Linked DNA regions of Mus musculus: regions 1, 2 and 3 are each linked to region 4. A link is a contact called in public promoter capture Hi-C data. All regions are on one chromosome and are shown on one strand. The core of a region is the stretch at or near the end of the contact, and the rest is flanking DNA. Distances in the headings are between cores, read along the strand shown.

What was found. Promoter capture Hi-C pulls out the DNA fragments that hold promoters and counts their contacts.
Region 1: a promoter capture Hi-C map of pre-B cells shows a contact between it and region 4, with 2.9 times the contacts expected there. A contact is called at or near these places in 6 of 39 promoter capture datasets (embryonic stem cells, hematopoietic stem and progenitor cells, hippocampal neurons and 2 more), 1 of 484 Hi-C or Micro-C datasets (B cells), 4 of 130 datasets of targeted methods (large pre-B cells, pancreatic cancer cells, stem cell-derived neural progenitor cells and 1 more) and 2 of 9 other capture datasets (macrophages and pancreatic islet).
Region 2: a promoter capture Hi-C map of embryonic stem cells shows a contact between it and region 4, with 7 times the contacts expected there. A contact is called at or near these places in 6 of 39 promoter capture datasets (the C10 cell line, the HPC-7 cell line, cranial neural crest and 2 more), 1 of 484 Hi-C or Micro-C datasets (B cells), 4 of 130 datasets of targeted methods (double positive thymocytes, embryonic stem cells, pancreatic cancer cells and 1 more) and 1 of 9 other capture datasets (macrophages).
Region 3: a contact with region 4 is called in a promoter capture Hi-C map of trophoblast stem cells, with 5 times the contacts expected there. A contact is called at or near these places in 4 of 39 promoter capture datasets (cranial neural crest, embryonic stem cells, hematopoietic stem and progenitor cells and 1 more) and 3 of 130 datasets of targeted methods (astrocytes, pancreatic cancer cells and trophoblast stem cells).

The regions. Positions count from the first base shown.
Region 1 is chr19:7,216,191-7,219,547 of GRCm38.p6, forward strand. It overlaps Cox8a (cytochrome c oxidase subunit 8A), which reads right to left and starts at 1,426. Exons shown (of 2, transcript NM_007750.2): 1 at 1,209-1,426. The coding sequence starts at 1,322.
Region 2 is chr19:6,968,292-6,971,658 of GRCm38.p6, forward strand. It overlaps Plcb3 (phospholipase C, beta 3), which reads right to left and starts at 1,523. Exons shown (of 31, transcript NM_001290349.1): 1 at 1,256-1,523. The coding sequence starts at 1,354. Gm52400 (a long non-coding RNA gene) reads left to right here and starts at 405. Exons shown (of 3, transcript XR_003952919.1): 1 at 405-553; 2 at 1,703-1,809.
Region 3 is chr19:10,016,822-10,020,259 of GRCm38.p6, forward strand. It overlaps Rab3il1 (RAB3A interacting protein (rabin3)-like 1), which reads left to right and starts at 1,373. Exons shown (of 10, transcript NM_144538.3): 1 at 1,373-1,538. The coding sequence starts at 1,528.
Region 4 is chr19:8,773,149-8,776,102 of GRCm38.p6, forward strand. Tmem179b (transmembrane protein 179B) reads right to left here and starts at 1,319. Exons shown (of 5, transcript NM_026325.3): 1 at 1,187-1,319; 2 at 357-544; 3 at 142-276. The coding sequence starts at 1,282. It overlaps Taf6l (TATA-box binding protein associated factor 6 like), which reads right to left. Exons shown (of 12, transcript NM_146092.2): 11 at 2,242-2,370; 12 at 1,206-2,142. The coding sequence ends at 1,381. It also overlaps the pseudogene Gm2518.

The DNA.
Region 1 (3,357 bases), core at 176-2,675, 1.6 Mb before region 4:
CCATTCTCACGTGTCCTTGCTTTCTATACAGTTTCTTCTCTTTTTTTGTTTTTGTTGTTTGTTGTCTACACAGAGACAGGGTTTCTCTGTGTAGCCCTGGCTGTCCTGGAACTCACTCAGTAGACCAGGCTGGCCTTGAACTCAGAGATCCACAGCTTCTATAGCATAAGTGCTGGATTATAGGCGTGTGCCACACTGCCCTGCTGGGGTTTTGTATCTTTTAAAGATGTGTTTTATCTATATTTGTATGATGCATGTGTGTGAGCACAGGTATGTGTTTGCATGCTTACCCAAGGTCAGGACGGGATGTCAGATGCGTTGGAGCTGGAGTTACAAGCTTGTTATATGGGTGCTGGAACCTGAACCAGTCTTCATGAGGCTATGCACCAAACGCCATCTTTCCAGCCCCCAGACTCTTGTTTTTGAGACAGAGTCTCAGTATGTTGCCCAAGCTGGCCTGAATTCCCGAGCTCTGTTTTCATGCCTCAACCTCCCACTAAATGGGCGTAAGAGAGGGCATGGCTTGGTTGTCACTGTTTCTTCAGTGGCAGTGCTTTGGTTCTACCCCTAATTCAATGCCCAGATATCTGGATTCATGACCCATTGTCACTTAAAACAGAAGAGCTCCAAAAAAGGGAGGGATGGGGGGGCCTAGGCTGCGGTGTAGTATTAAGAAAGTGCTTGCCTAACACAAAGTCCCGGGCTTGATCCCCAGCACCACATAAACCACAAGTGATGGCACAGGCCTGTTATCCCAGCACTAAAGAGATTATCGCTTCAAAGTCAAATGTGGTCAGCCTGGGCTACAAGAGACCCTGCCTCATGTTTTTAAACTAATGTTTTAAAAGTAAAAATTGTCCTAGTATCTAAATGCTCCTACATCTCTGGGAATGTAGACCTGGTGAACTCTGCAGCCCTCCTTAATAATAAAATGTAGCAGTAACAACCATGACGTCGCTGCCAGTTACCAGGCATGCCCTCCCCTGCGGTGGGGGGGGGGGGGGAATGGAAGGAGAGACGGGTTTAGAGAGGCCGAACAGAGTAAACAAACTAGCGGGCTGACCTGACATCCAGGAACTTGGGAAAAATACCTAGGGCTTAGGAGCAGCCGAGCGACTGTCTCATCCATGCCTTGAGGACAGGCCTAAGCCAATGTCGCAGGCTACCACAGTTCGCCCACCTCCCCGCTCCCGGTCCGTCCCGCTCACCAGGACCCCGAGCTGCTCCCGCGCCGGCTTCGAGTGGACCTGAGCCCGCGGCACCATGAGCCGCCGGGCCGAGCCGGTCAGGCTCCTCAGCAGCAGTGGCGTCAGGACAGACATGACGGCGCGGAACGACCACGGACGAGGACCAGTCCAAGGTCAGGGAGTCAAGATGGCCGAACCAGCCGGAAGTTCCGGCGCTGAAGTTGCCGGACGCCCGAGCCGGAAGTATTTCGGAAATGACGTCGGGACAAGCCCCCTCGCCCGCCTGGGCTGTTTTTGGCGCGCTCCTCGAAACAACCAACCGACATCATCCTACACAGATGGGAGGAGAAATGAGACACCTTTGCTCCCACCTCCACTTTCTTCGAGAGTGACACGCATAGCCACCCAATCACACAAGCTACAAGTCTATTGACTCCTTGGCTCCTCCCTCCATTCATTTAACTAGGATCCTCTCTCTGCCAGCACTGTACTAGTGACTCCAGCTCGCCACCAGTAAGCCTCTAGTTTTAAAAACATAGTTTTACTTTATGAGTGTTTTGTCAGCATGTTCATCTGTGTATGCAGAACGCAGAGAGGCCAAAAGAGGGTGTTGGATCCTCTGGAACTGGAGTTCAGGCAATAGTGAGTAATCTTGTGGATGCTGGGAACTGAACTGAACTGGACCTCTGCAAGAGCAGCGAGTGCTTCTAAGCGCTGAGCTCTCTCTCCAGCCCCGAGACTCCTGTCATTTACTGTTATCCTCTCAGAAACCCGTTTCCACATAACTGGTAACTGTTCTCAACTTCTGCTTTCCTCCTTTTGTGTGTGTTAGGACAGTTTTGTTTTGTTTTGTTTTGTTCTCTGTTTTTCGAGACAGGGTTTCTCTCTGTAGCCCTGGCTGTCCTGGAACTCACTCTGTAGACTAGGCTGTCCTTGAACTCAGAAATCCGCCTGCCTCTGCCTCCCGAGTGCTGGGATTAAAGGCATGCGCCACCACGCCCGGCCAGTTTTGGTTTTTTAAGGTCTCCAGTAGCCCAGGCTGTCCTAAAACCGTGTAGATGAGAATGACCTTGAACTTTTCTGCTTCTATTCCTATGTTCCATGCCTTGTTGCCTCTCTTCTTTCTCTTCTTTATCCCCTGTCTCCCTTCTGCCTTTATTCTTTCTGTTCCTTTCTCCTCTCTCCTTCCTTCTTGTTTTACTAGACAAATACCTGATCAAGTGGTTCCCCATTGCTTTCTTTAAAAAAATATTTATGTATGTGATTACACTGTGTCTATACAGATGGTTGTGAGTCTTCATGTCACTGTTGGGATCTGAATTTTTAAGACCTCTGCTTGCTCCGGTCAGCTCTGCTCGCTCCTGTAAACTCAGTCCCTGCTTGCTCTGGCACAAAGATTTATTTATTATTAATACATAAGTACACTGTAGCTGACTTCAGATGCACCAGAAGAGGGCCTCCAATGGGATTTGAACTCAGGACCTTCGGAAGAGCAGTAAGTGCTCTTATCCACTGAGCCATCTTGCCAGCCCTCCCCATTGCTTTCTAGACAAGGCCCGGATCTTGGATATTGCCCTTCTGTCTGACTTCTCAATATCGCTTGTTTTTTGTCCTTGCTCCTAGGTCTCTTCTCCACCCTTCCAGATTTTGGACTTTTTACTCTTTACATTCTACCTAGAACACCTTTTCTTTCTTTTTTAAAAAGATTTATTGGGGCTGGTGAGATGGCTCAGTGGGTAAGAGCACCCAACTGCTCTTCCGAAGGTCCGGAGTTCAAATCCCAGCAACCACGTGGTGGCTCACAACCATCTGTAACGAGATCTGACTCCCTCTTCTGGAGTGTCTGAGTTTGAGGCCAGCCTGGTAAATCTTCTTTTTTTAAAGTTTTTTTTTTTTTTTTTTTTTTAAGATTTATTTATTTATTATATGTAAGTACATTGTAGCTGTCTTCAGACACTCCAGAAGAGGGAGTCAGATCTCCTTACGGGTGGTTGTGAGCCACCATGTGGTTGCTGGGATTTGAACTCTGGACCTTCGGAAGAGCAGTCGGGTGCTCTTACCCACTGAGCCATCTCACCAGCCCAGTTTTTTTTTTTTTTTTTTTTTTTTTTAAGATTTATATATTTATTATATAAGTACACTGTAGCTGTCTTCAGACACTCCAGAAGAG
Region 2 (3,367 bases), core at 273-2,772, 1.8 Mb before region 4:
CCCCTCCAGGAGATTCCAAACCTTGCCCTAGGCCTGACCAGCTAGCCACCAATAGTGCTAGAAAGGGGGAAACTTGTGGGTACTGTCCCTGTAGCCCCTGTGGCACCATCTTCAGGGGCCTAACCTCCAAAGGCCACCCAGGGCTCTGGCTCTTCAGTTCCAAACTTTGTTCAGCACCCCCACCCCAACCCAGGCCCTCTCCTTGTTTCCACTTCCTTATTTGGGTTTATCACACTGCAAGGAAAAGGAGAAACTTTTCCCTTTAGTCTGGCCTGGGGGAAGGGGTATCCTGGGGCCCCGGGGGTACCCACCCTTGCCCAGCACACCTGCAGCTAAGGCCACGCCCCCAGCCCCTCCCCTTAGTTCTCACTCCTGCCCCACCCTGCCGGAAAGAAACCCAGCGTCTTCCAGGCCTATGGCCCGACTGGGAAGGAACAGTAAGGAAACTCAGGCCGCCTGAGTTGAGGCCCTAGGGAGCAAGGAGCCCAGGGGGTAGGAGAGGGAACAGTACAGAAACGTGGGTGAGACGTGATATCTAGATAAGAAGCCGCAGGTGAGTATCAGGGAAGTACCTGAGAGAAAGCAATAAAAAGTGGGGACCAGGATTTATTGAGGTTCAAAGTCACTAAGTTAAGGAGTGGGGAGCAAAGTTCCCAGAGTTGGAGGAACCTGGAAAGGAACAAAGTCTCCGGTAAGGGGTGGCTCGGTGCTCCCATCTGAACAGAAAGCTCGCTGGAATCCAGAAGCAGGACGAAAGGGTATCAACCAGGGCAGGCTGGAAAGGGATGACTATAATGGCTCAGGCAAGCGAGGCACTGAGAAGAGTAGGATCCCAGTGGCACCCCACCCAAGGCAAGGATGTCCTATGCCCCCATGGGGGTCCTGTGCCAGGAACAGGGGTCTGGGGACCAGACCAAAAACTAAGAACCAGCATGGAGACTTTGATATTCATCGTTGGCAAGGGTGGAAAAGAGTGAGAAGAAGGACAGGATTTACAGGGGTTCAAAGTCTCCATGCCAAGAAGAGCCCAATTGACCACAGCTACTGTCTTGCGGGGGAGAAGAGCGGGGACAACGACAAAGTCTTCAATTACCAGGACAACAGGGGACTCAAGTTTCCGGAGTGCAACAAGGCTGGAATAGGGGGTGAGGTGGTCAGGCAACACTGAAGTGGGGGTCCCTGGCATTCATCTAGTCGAATGTGACTGAAGGAATCCTTCGATCTAGGCAGAGCAGAGGACAGCCCACTCACTTACCTCGTCCCATTTGATGAACTTACTCCCGCGCCGCAGGGTCTCCACCACGGTGGGCGGCTCCAGCTGCAGCGCGTGGACGCCGGGCCTCGCGCCCGCCATGGCTAAGCCAGGGGCGGCTCGGGGACCTACGGAGCCCCGACGGGAACCGACGGTGCCACTGCTCTCTCCACACGCTCCCGCGCGGCCCGCTCTGGCCCCGCGGCGTCAGCGCCCGCCCGCCAGCCAGTCTGTCCCGGACGGACCGGAGACTCGGCGCCCGGCCCCGCCCCCGCAGAGCCCCGCCCCGTCGGGCGGTGCCGCCCCCTCCCACCGCTATGGTGCCGCCCGACCCACGGCGGCGCCCCCTCGCGGTTGGGGCGGCGACTGCAGCCAAAGGGATGATGGATGGAATGGGGGGGGTCTTTGTTGGCCGGCTGACTCAGTAGGACTCTCTTTTTTTTGTCTTAGATAAAGTGCTATTGAGGGTGCACCTGGAAAGACGGGTGTTGGAGCCGCTCAAGACATGCCAAGGTCAGCCGGTTGAGGACTCAGGTGGAAAAGGCGAAGATAATAAGGTTAGGGGACACAGACCCTTGTCCTCAACCCGACTCCTACCGCACTTAATGAGCTCAGGAAACGTCGTCACCCCATCTCTCTCCATCCCACTCCACCCGCGTGCCCTCACTTTGCCTCTCCCCCTCCTGCTGCAGCACAGTCCCCCCTCCCAGGGAGCACTTAGCTGGCTAATGGGCCTCCCGCCGGCAGGCGCCCCTCCCCCGTCCCTAGCTCTGGAGGCCTGGAGCTGCCACCTCCTTTGAGGACCCAGGCATCCTGGTTTTCCAGAGAAAACCTTGCCGCAGTTCTTGTGCTGCTGACCCTGTGACGGGAGCCAGTCTCAGTGAACCTCTTAGTTGAACATAGTGAAAGATGGTTGTTTGCCCAGAGGTGGCAGAAGCCTCGTGGGTGTCCCCAAAGGAGGGGTTGTGCAGCTCCTGGCCCACAGCAGGTGCCCTGAAATCTGTGTTCCAGTGATCTGAGGAACCGAAGGGGCAGACCCATGGGCACCGGCCGGGGTGGGGGCTGTAGCCCCCCCCGCAGGGCTTGGCTGGGGGGGCTCCTGCCTGGGGGCCCCTGTGGGAGCCCCCCCAATACAGAGGAGGCAGCAGCAGCAGGTTTAAAGTAGAACTCATCCAGAGGGGCCAGCCAAGTCACCTAGAAACCCAGAAAGAGTTGGAGCTAGCTCTGGGGGAGGAGGGTCGGCTAAGGAGGAGCTTCCCTACCGGCGCCTTTGCCCCAGGCGCTCAGGCCTCCAGAGGAGCCCTGCCTGGCACTGGCTGTCCTCCAAATCGCCATCATGGCGGCAAACTTAATGAATCTAGTTGTCTTTGGCTGTGGCCTTGTGCAGTGGTGTGATTGTTATCTCCACTTGAGGCCCAGAGAGGGGAAGGGACTTGCCCAAGGTCACACAGCTTCCTGAGAGGATTTAACCCCTCTTTCTGCTTCCTGCCTCTGCTCCCTGGTCTGTAGGAGAAAAGGGGGGGGGGTGCAGGCCTGTCATCTCCCTCCTCTTCTTCTTCCTTCTCCTCCTCCTCCTCCTTCTCCTCCTCCACAAGGACTATAAGAAAATACCCCTTCAGAGCTCCAACTACCACCCACCTCCTCCAGAGATCAGAACCATTAAGAGTGGAGATTGGCCTCTACCCACAGGCTTGCTTTCAAATCCAGGACTCCCTTATCCAGGAGCTAGTTATCACAGTGCAATAAACACACACCCCTCTGTAGACGGGTGACAGGTAGAAAAGAAACTGGGAATGTCAAAGGGGAAAGAGTAAAAAAAGGGCACAGGGGATCCTGCACACCAACGCTAAGGGCAGGATGACTGAGCCCTCCCAGAAGCTTCTGGAAGCAGGGCCTTGAAAAACAGGATGGAAGCTGTTTGTTGAGCCAGGCCCTCTTCTTCCCCCACCACTAATCTCTTGAGGCCAGGCAGCCCCCCATTAGAAGGCTCCCTCTTCCTCTTTGGATGCTTTCTTCCAGCCCTGGAATGGTAATAGAGTTTCTAGGCATGCAGTAATGGGGGGAATAAAGGCAGCTTTTCCGGCCTCTACCCTTGATTAAGGGATTGGTCTGGGC
Region 3 (3,438 bases), core at 123-2,622, 1.2 Mb after region 4:
TAACTCTTTTTCTGTGTTGTGTTGTGTTGTGTTGTTTGGGGGGGGGGGTTCTTTTGTTGTTGCAGGGTTTTATTTTGGTTTGTTTTTTTGGCTTTTTGAGACAGAGTTTTTCTGTGTAACAGTCCTAGCTGTCCTGGAACTCACATTGTAGAGCAGGCTGGCCTTGAACTCAGAGATCTTGCCTGTCTTTGCCTCCAGAATGCTGGGATTAAAGGTGTGTGCCACCACACCCTGGCTTTTCTGTTTTGAAAAGAGCCACTATTAGTTGGTGAAGATGGGTCCTAGGCAAGTCAAGGTTCTGGCAGTAGAGGTCCTTTAAAGCAGGTCTCCCATTCTCCTACCATTTACCATACTGGAATTCCATAAGCCAAGCGTGTGGTCGTAGTCACTGAGGGAGCTGAGGAGAAAGTATTAGTTCAGCCCAGAAGCTGGAGACCAATCTAGGTGGTACATGACCAACACCCTCAGAGAAGAGGGGGCTAAGGGAAAGGAGAGAGGGAGGCTGGGGTTCCAGCCTGGAGAATTTCTTCGTTTCACGTGGTCCTTAGCAGTTCAGAAGGGGCGGCTGTTGTGTAGATGGATGAGTGAAATGTGTTCTTACAAGCCCAGGGAGCACTGTAGACGCTGCCTGTGGGAGCTGGTCTAGCAGTACTCAAGGAGAGGTTGACTATGGGCTCTACTTATTGGATCCTGATCTGAGGCTGAACTTCATTCAGGTCAGTGGTTAGAGCCAGGATAAAAGGAGGGCATAGGAACTGAGGGACAGGTGACTAAGCTTTTTACAAATCTTTTTTTAAGTACCTGGGACAGACAGGTGCTAGCGAAGTTGGCAGAGACGTCTCCTGTGCTTAGGATGGCTTGAAAGGCAGGGACGAACAGAGTATTCAGAGATGCAAGAGGAGGGACCTGGAAGTAGAGCTGGTAAGATTGGGCCAAGGTAGCGCTCTCTTAGCTTAAACTGCTCAACGAATGATAACTTGTTCAGGGTCTGCCCCGCCCCCTTCCCAGAAGCCCAGTGTCAATCAGGGATTGATGCCATCTAAGAGCTCCAGAGACCGGTAACAGGGCTAGAAGTCTGAATGAGGGTACAGGAGCTGTTTGTCCACTTTGAGTGACAATCTGAGCGAGAAACAGAGCTGAGACCACCCCCGAGAGCCATTGTAGGTTCTCAAACAAGGGTGGACCAAAAGTGCAAGGCAGAAAGTGATAGGGAAAGGCGGAGGCCAGCTCTGGATGCAAGATGATGGAACCAGTCCCGTTCACTCTGGCGGGTCATTGTCCCCAGGCAGCAAGAGGGACAGGGCTGGGCCGGCAAAGGGGCGGGACCGGGCACGTGGCCTGGGGCCCGCCTCTCAGACACGTGACCCGCCCAGGGCAGGGGAAGGGCTCCGGTGGGGCGGAGCCGCAAACCCAGGGCGGCCAGCGGGACAGACTGGCGGTGGAGCGATTGACAGGCGGCAGGGCAGCTCTGGGGCCCCCGGCAGAGTTGGCGGCGCGCGAGGACGCGGCTACGGCGGAGACGCTGGGATGTGGAGCGGGTAGGTCCCTGCACGCCGGTGGCTCTGCGCTCCGTCTGGGCCGTGCTGGCCTCCTGGGATGGGTGAACAGGGGCTCACTGCTGTTGTTTGCACCCCACTTGGGAGATAATCTGTACTCTCAGCCCTGCCTGCAGCAGCGAGGTGCATTGTAGCATGAGGACACACTGCAGCCCGAGAGCTGAAAGGACCTTGGCAGGACCGATCTGAGTTGCCCCAGGGTGAGAAGGGTGACCCCCTCCAACTCCTAGCTCCAGTGGAGTGCATGAGAGAAGTGGTAGTGGGGGTGGTGCATAGTAGTATGCATACCTCAAAAGTAAATCTGGGGCACGTATTTAAAGGAGAGCACACCCATGAACTCTGGAGAAGCAGTGCAGTTGAGAAAGCTAGCTGTGTCTCTCCAAGGTCCATCCCTAGCTAGTTGACTAGAACCTTCTGATTCAAGATGTGAGGTGGGTGGTACCTTCCCACAGTCTGGAGGGAGATAGGCACAGACCCTGAGTCCTGGGTGAACCCCTTTCCCACCCCTCATCCTCACTTCCATCTGTTAGGGCCATCGGTTCTTGAAGCTGACTCCTGTTCTTGGCCAGTCTAATAGGAGGAGACCTTGCTCCCTGTTCACATAGGTTGATGTTCTTTCTTGTCTAAATAGACAAACGCCTCCTCCTTCCAGGACTGCAAAGACTAGGTCTTGCGGTTGTTCCTGCTAAGGACTGTTTCAGGATAGGCAGAGGATAGGCGGAAGGAGGAGAGCCCTGGGGAGGGGAACAGGTGAGATCTATTTACTCTCACGGACCCCAGCTGATTGGAGTCGAAATGCTAGGGGAACCATGCAGCTTCGACACGGCCAGGGCACTAGAACTGAGCTCCTGTGGGGTGTGGGCTGGCTTGATCTTTTAGAGGGAGCAGAAGTCAGCCTGTGTTTCTTGGAGAGTTGCTCCAGGGAAGGAGGCTAGCTAGGCTTGGGAAGTGTTTTGGGTGGGTTCCTGGTGCCTGCCTCTGGTGGAGGCAATTGTGCTTGGAGGAATGCATGTGCCTGGGGCTGTGTGTTTGAGGAGCAGCCTGGTCTGAAGGAAGCTGTGAGCCTTTCTGCTGGGTGGACCGAGACAATTGCTGTATGGCCCTCAGGGTAACAACACCCCCTTCTCTGGGTTGGAGCCAGCTTGAGCACTTTGGGGGAGGAGGAGGGTCAGAGGAGATGTCAGGTGTCCTGTCTCTCTCTGTATTCCCAGGTCTCTCACTGAACCTGGAACTTGTTGAGCCAAGCTGGTGGCGAGTATATGCCAGTGATTCTCACGGTGCTGTGTCCCCTCGCAGTGCTGAGCTTGCTGGTGCATATGATGACCACACTGGGATCTGAACTTGGGTCCTCAGGCTTACACAGAGAGCCTTCTTACCCACTGAGCCGTCTTCCCAGCCCTTGGACATAGGGATCCGAGTCTGAGTGTCTAGAATGTTCTGGGGACTTAGGGGCCTTGGAGCACTCCACTCCCTGCAGAAGGTGAGAGGGACCATGCTCCGGGTCATGTCAGCTCTAAGAGGTATATCCTAGGAGGTATGTATCCTAGCCCAGGAAAGCTTGGAGCCCGGCCATTCTGGGGTTTCTGGAGGTTGGCTTCCTACTGTAAATTGAACTGAGCTATGGTGTTTTGTTTATGGCAGAGTCCTAAATGGCGATAAGCAGAAGTGACTGGGCCCTGTAGGAGCCAGGAGTAGAGATCCTTCTGAGGGTAAACCTTGAACTCTGAATTAATGGCAACACGAGTCTGATTTTTGGAGTAGGGGAAGTGGGTACAGGGTCTCATGTAGCCTAGGTTGGCCTCAAACTCCCCATTTAGCCAAGGATGAGTCCCTCTCTCCATCTCCCAAGTACTGGCACGACAGGCATGTGCCACAATGCCTG
Region 4 (2,954 bases), core at 69-2,568:
GGAGGAGACGGACATGCTCTAAGCACATCTGTGTCCTCAGAGATAAGGGCCAGAGGAAGGGGATAAAGTAGGAACTTAAATGACTGACATGTCCCCTACAGAAGGACAGTCCCTGTCAGGCTTCCCTCCCTCTCCCGTTACCTAATTGTAAGGTTCAAGGAGATGATGGAATTGCAGAAAGAATTGGTGCCAAATCGAAGTATACAGGCAGACACTAAGATCAGGAAGATGGCTGTAGCTGAGATGGCCAAAGCAATTCGGAGCCCTATAGAACCTCTGAGAAAGAGAAAACAAGCTTGGTGGCCGAGGTGGGACTCATCTCAACCTCGGCCCTTTGTCATCAGTAGGGCAATCACCTGTGGGAGTCTTCGATGCAGCTGCTGTAGACCCAGAAGAAGAGAAGCAGAAGGCAGTAGAGTGCCAAGATGCCTGAAGCCCCAGCCACGAAGTAGCAGAGGGAAGGGGCTGAGGGACCTAACAAGGCCAGAGAGGAGCCATTGAGTGCAGCCACACCATACAAGGGACAGTTACCACCAAAGGAGCCCTGTGGAGAGAAGCTGTTAAGTCCATTTCAGTTCAGTACCCGAGATGTAGGTTTCTGTCATATGTAAGGACTAGTTCACAAGTTGAGATGAACGGGGAGACTGATGGATCTGCTGGGAACAAAATCTCAGGGCCCAGAAGGATCCGAATTCAAAAGGCTATAAATATAAGGAACCTAAGGGAAATCACAAGTTTGCCCTTCTCTGTGAGTAGGAGTTCTAAGTAAACGCTGACTTTGTGTGTCCCTTAACAATAAACTCTACTAATCTGTAAAAGTAGGTGTTTTAGACTCCTATAGTGATTCAAAGTATTCTATCACCAAAACTACCCAGCAGTAGGCAAGACTCAAATGTACACAGTTGTATGTTTCCTCACTTCACATACTTTGTTAACAATCACGATTTCTCTGCTACACTGTTTTTTTTTTTTTTCCACAAATGTTCCTATTACTGGGTGGATGCAGAGACGGCCTGTGTGTCTCAAAACCCTAGTAGCTTATGAAGCTCGACTGGAAGCTTGTCCAGTTCCTCTGGAGAGGAAACAACTTTGGAACGTTCTAACCCCAGGTCCAGTGTAGTCACCCTGTCCAACCCCCTACGCAAGCCTGCTGGACCCCAAGGCCAGCCCGCCCCCGCAGCCGCACCTGGGTCCGGGTCAGCGTCGCGGCCGCCAAAGCCCCGCACAGGAAGGCGGCAGTGAAGAGCAAGAGCTCAACTCGCTGCAACCAGGGCAGCGCCATGGCGCCCAGGCTACCAGGAAGACAACCACCCAAGCCCCGCCCACGAGCATAGACACGTCACTTCCGGGTGTGGCTTTATTCTCCGAGGCGCCGCAACCTCACAGCGGCAGGTACAGCGAGTAGTCGGAGAGCGCCCAGCGGCGGGCCGGGCGGCCGGTACGGCCGATCATGGGCAGCTTCTGCACGTAGCGGGACGCGGGGCTGGGCCCATATGGGGCAGGAAAGGCAGTTTGAAAGAGGCGCCCGCGGCAGCGCCGCCCGGCCTGACGCCCTGCGATTATAAACCGGAAGTGTGGGGCGCCACGGGGCGCGAAGCGGCTCTTCTGGAAGACGTCTCGCGTTCCCGCGCCGGGGCCCTGCTGACGAGGAGCACCCCGCGCCCGGTGTACGCGCGGTAGCGGCCTGCTCTCCGAGGCGGCGGTGGCGGTGGCGAGAGTCCCACCGCACGGGCTTTCGTCACCCTGAGGGCTGACCACGGCGCTGGCAGTCAGCTGCGGCATTTTCCGCACCGAATCCGGGGCAGCCGCAGGCTCCTTCTTGTCTCCGGGTGGTCGCGGGGCCGTGGGAGCAGGCTGGCCAGTGCCAAAGCGAGTGGCCAAGCTGTCACCAAAGAAGGAGTATAGCTCACGGTAGATGTCTGCCAGGGTCAAGGAAGAAGGGTCCTCTGGTCCCGCAACCCCTGATGGTGGCGGGAGACCAGACCCAAAACCTGTTTCGGAGCTGCCCCCGGGGGGAGATTCTTGTAGGAGAAGGCTGTCCCAAGGCAGGTCCTCCGCAGGACGGTACCCTCTCCCGCCAAGGCCACCGCGGTTGGGCTCTGCTGCCTGAGCTTTCATCTTCAATAGTCGTTCTACGGCCACCTGTAAACAGAGAGCTAAGAGGAACCTGGGCCCAAGAGCCATGGCAAAGTAAATCTGCTAAGCTCCTGCAGGAAAGAGAAGGTGGGACTGCTAACTCACCAGAATGGCTCCATACACTTTGTGCCCGTCCGCTTTGACCTGGGCATTAGATACGGAATAGTCATCCAGCACAGCCTGCAAGTTTGTCCAGTAAGTGGGCAGATGTGGGTAGAGGACTCGCTCCACTGCCTGGAATGCAAAGGACTGCAGTCAAGCAACCTTGTTCCAAATGCCCTCTTCAGTGCCCTTTCCCACAAAAGATCCACTCAATTTTTGACAGGGCTCAGTCCTCTATTTCCTTATTGACATATCCCACGTCTCTGGGATCTATTGTATGCATAAGCTTTTGGTAAGCATAAGGGATCAAAACATACAAATACATGCAATATTAAAAAGCCCCATTACTGGCATTTACTCTGAGCTATTTAGGCATAATTAAATCATTAAGACACAGAAATTGTTTGCAGACTGCTAGTAAATACAATCAGTAAGGAAGTGGTGTACTTGTTAGAGAAATGAGAGCTGAGTTTAGACCACACACATAAAAACAATACTGGGAGCCCAGACTGGGCCTTGAATTCATGAGAATTCCCTTTCTTTCATTTCCCAAACTGGGATTATACAGGCAGTGTACTACTACACATGACTTTGTAAAGTTTTAAATGGTGTAATCATCTGGGGGCAAAACATGCTTAACAAAGACAATGACATTAGAGATGGGCTTTGACATATAAGGTAGACTTGGATCACTCATCCAGAGCATAAACATTTGA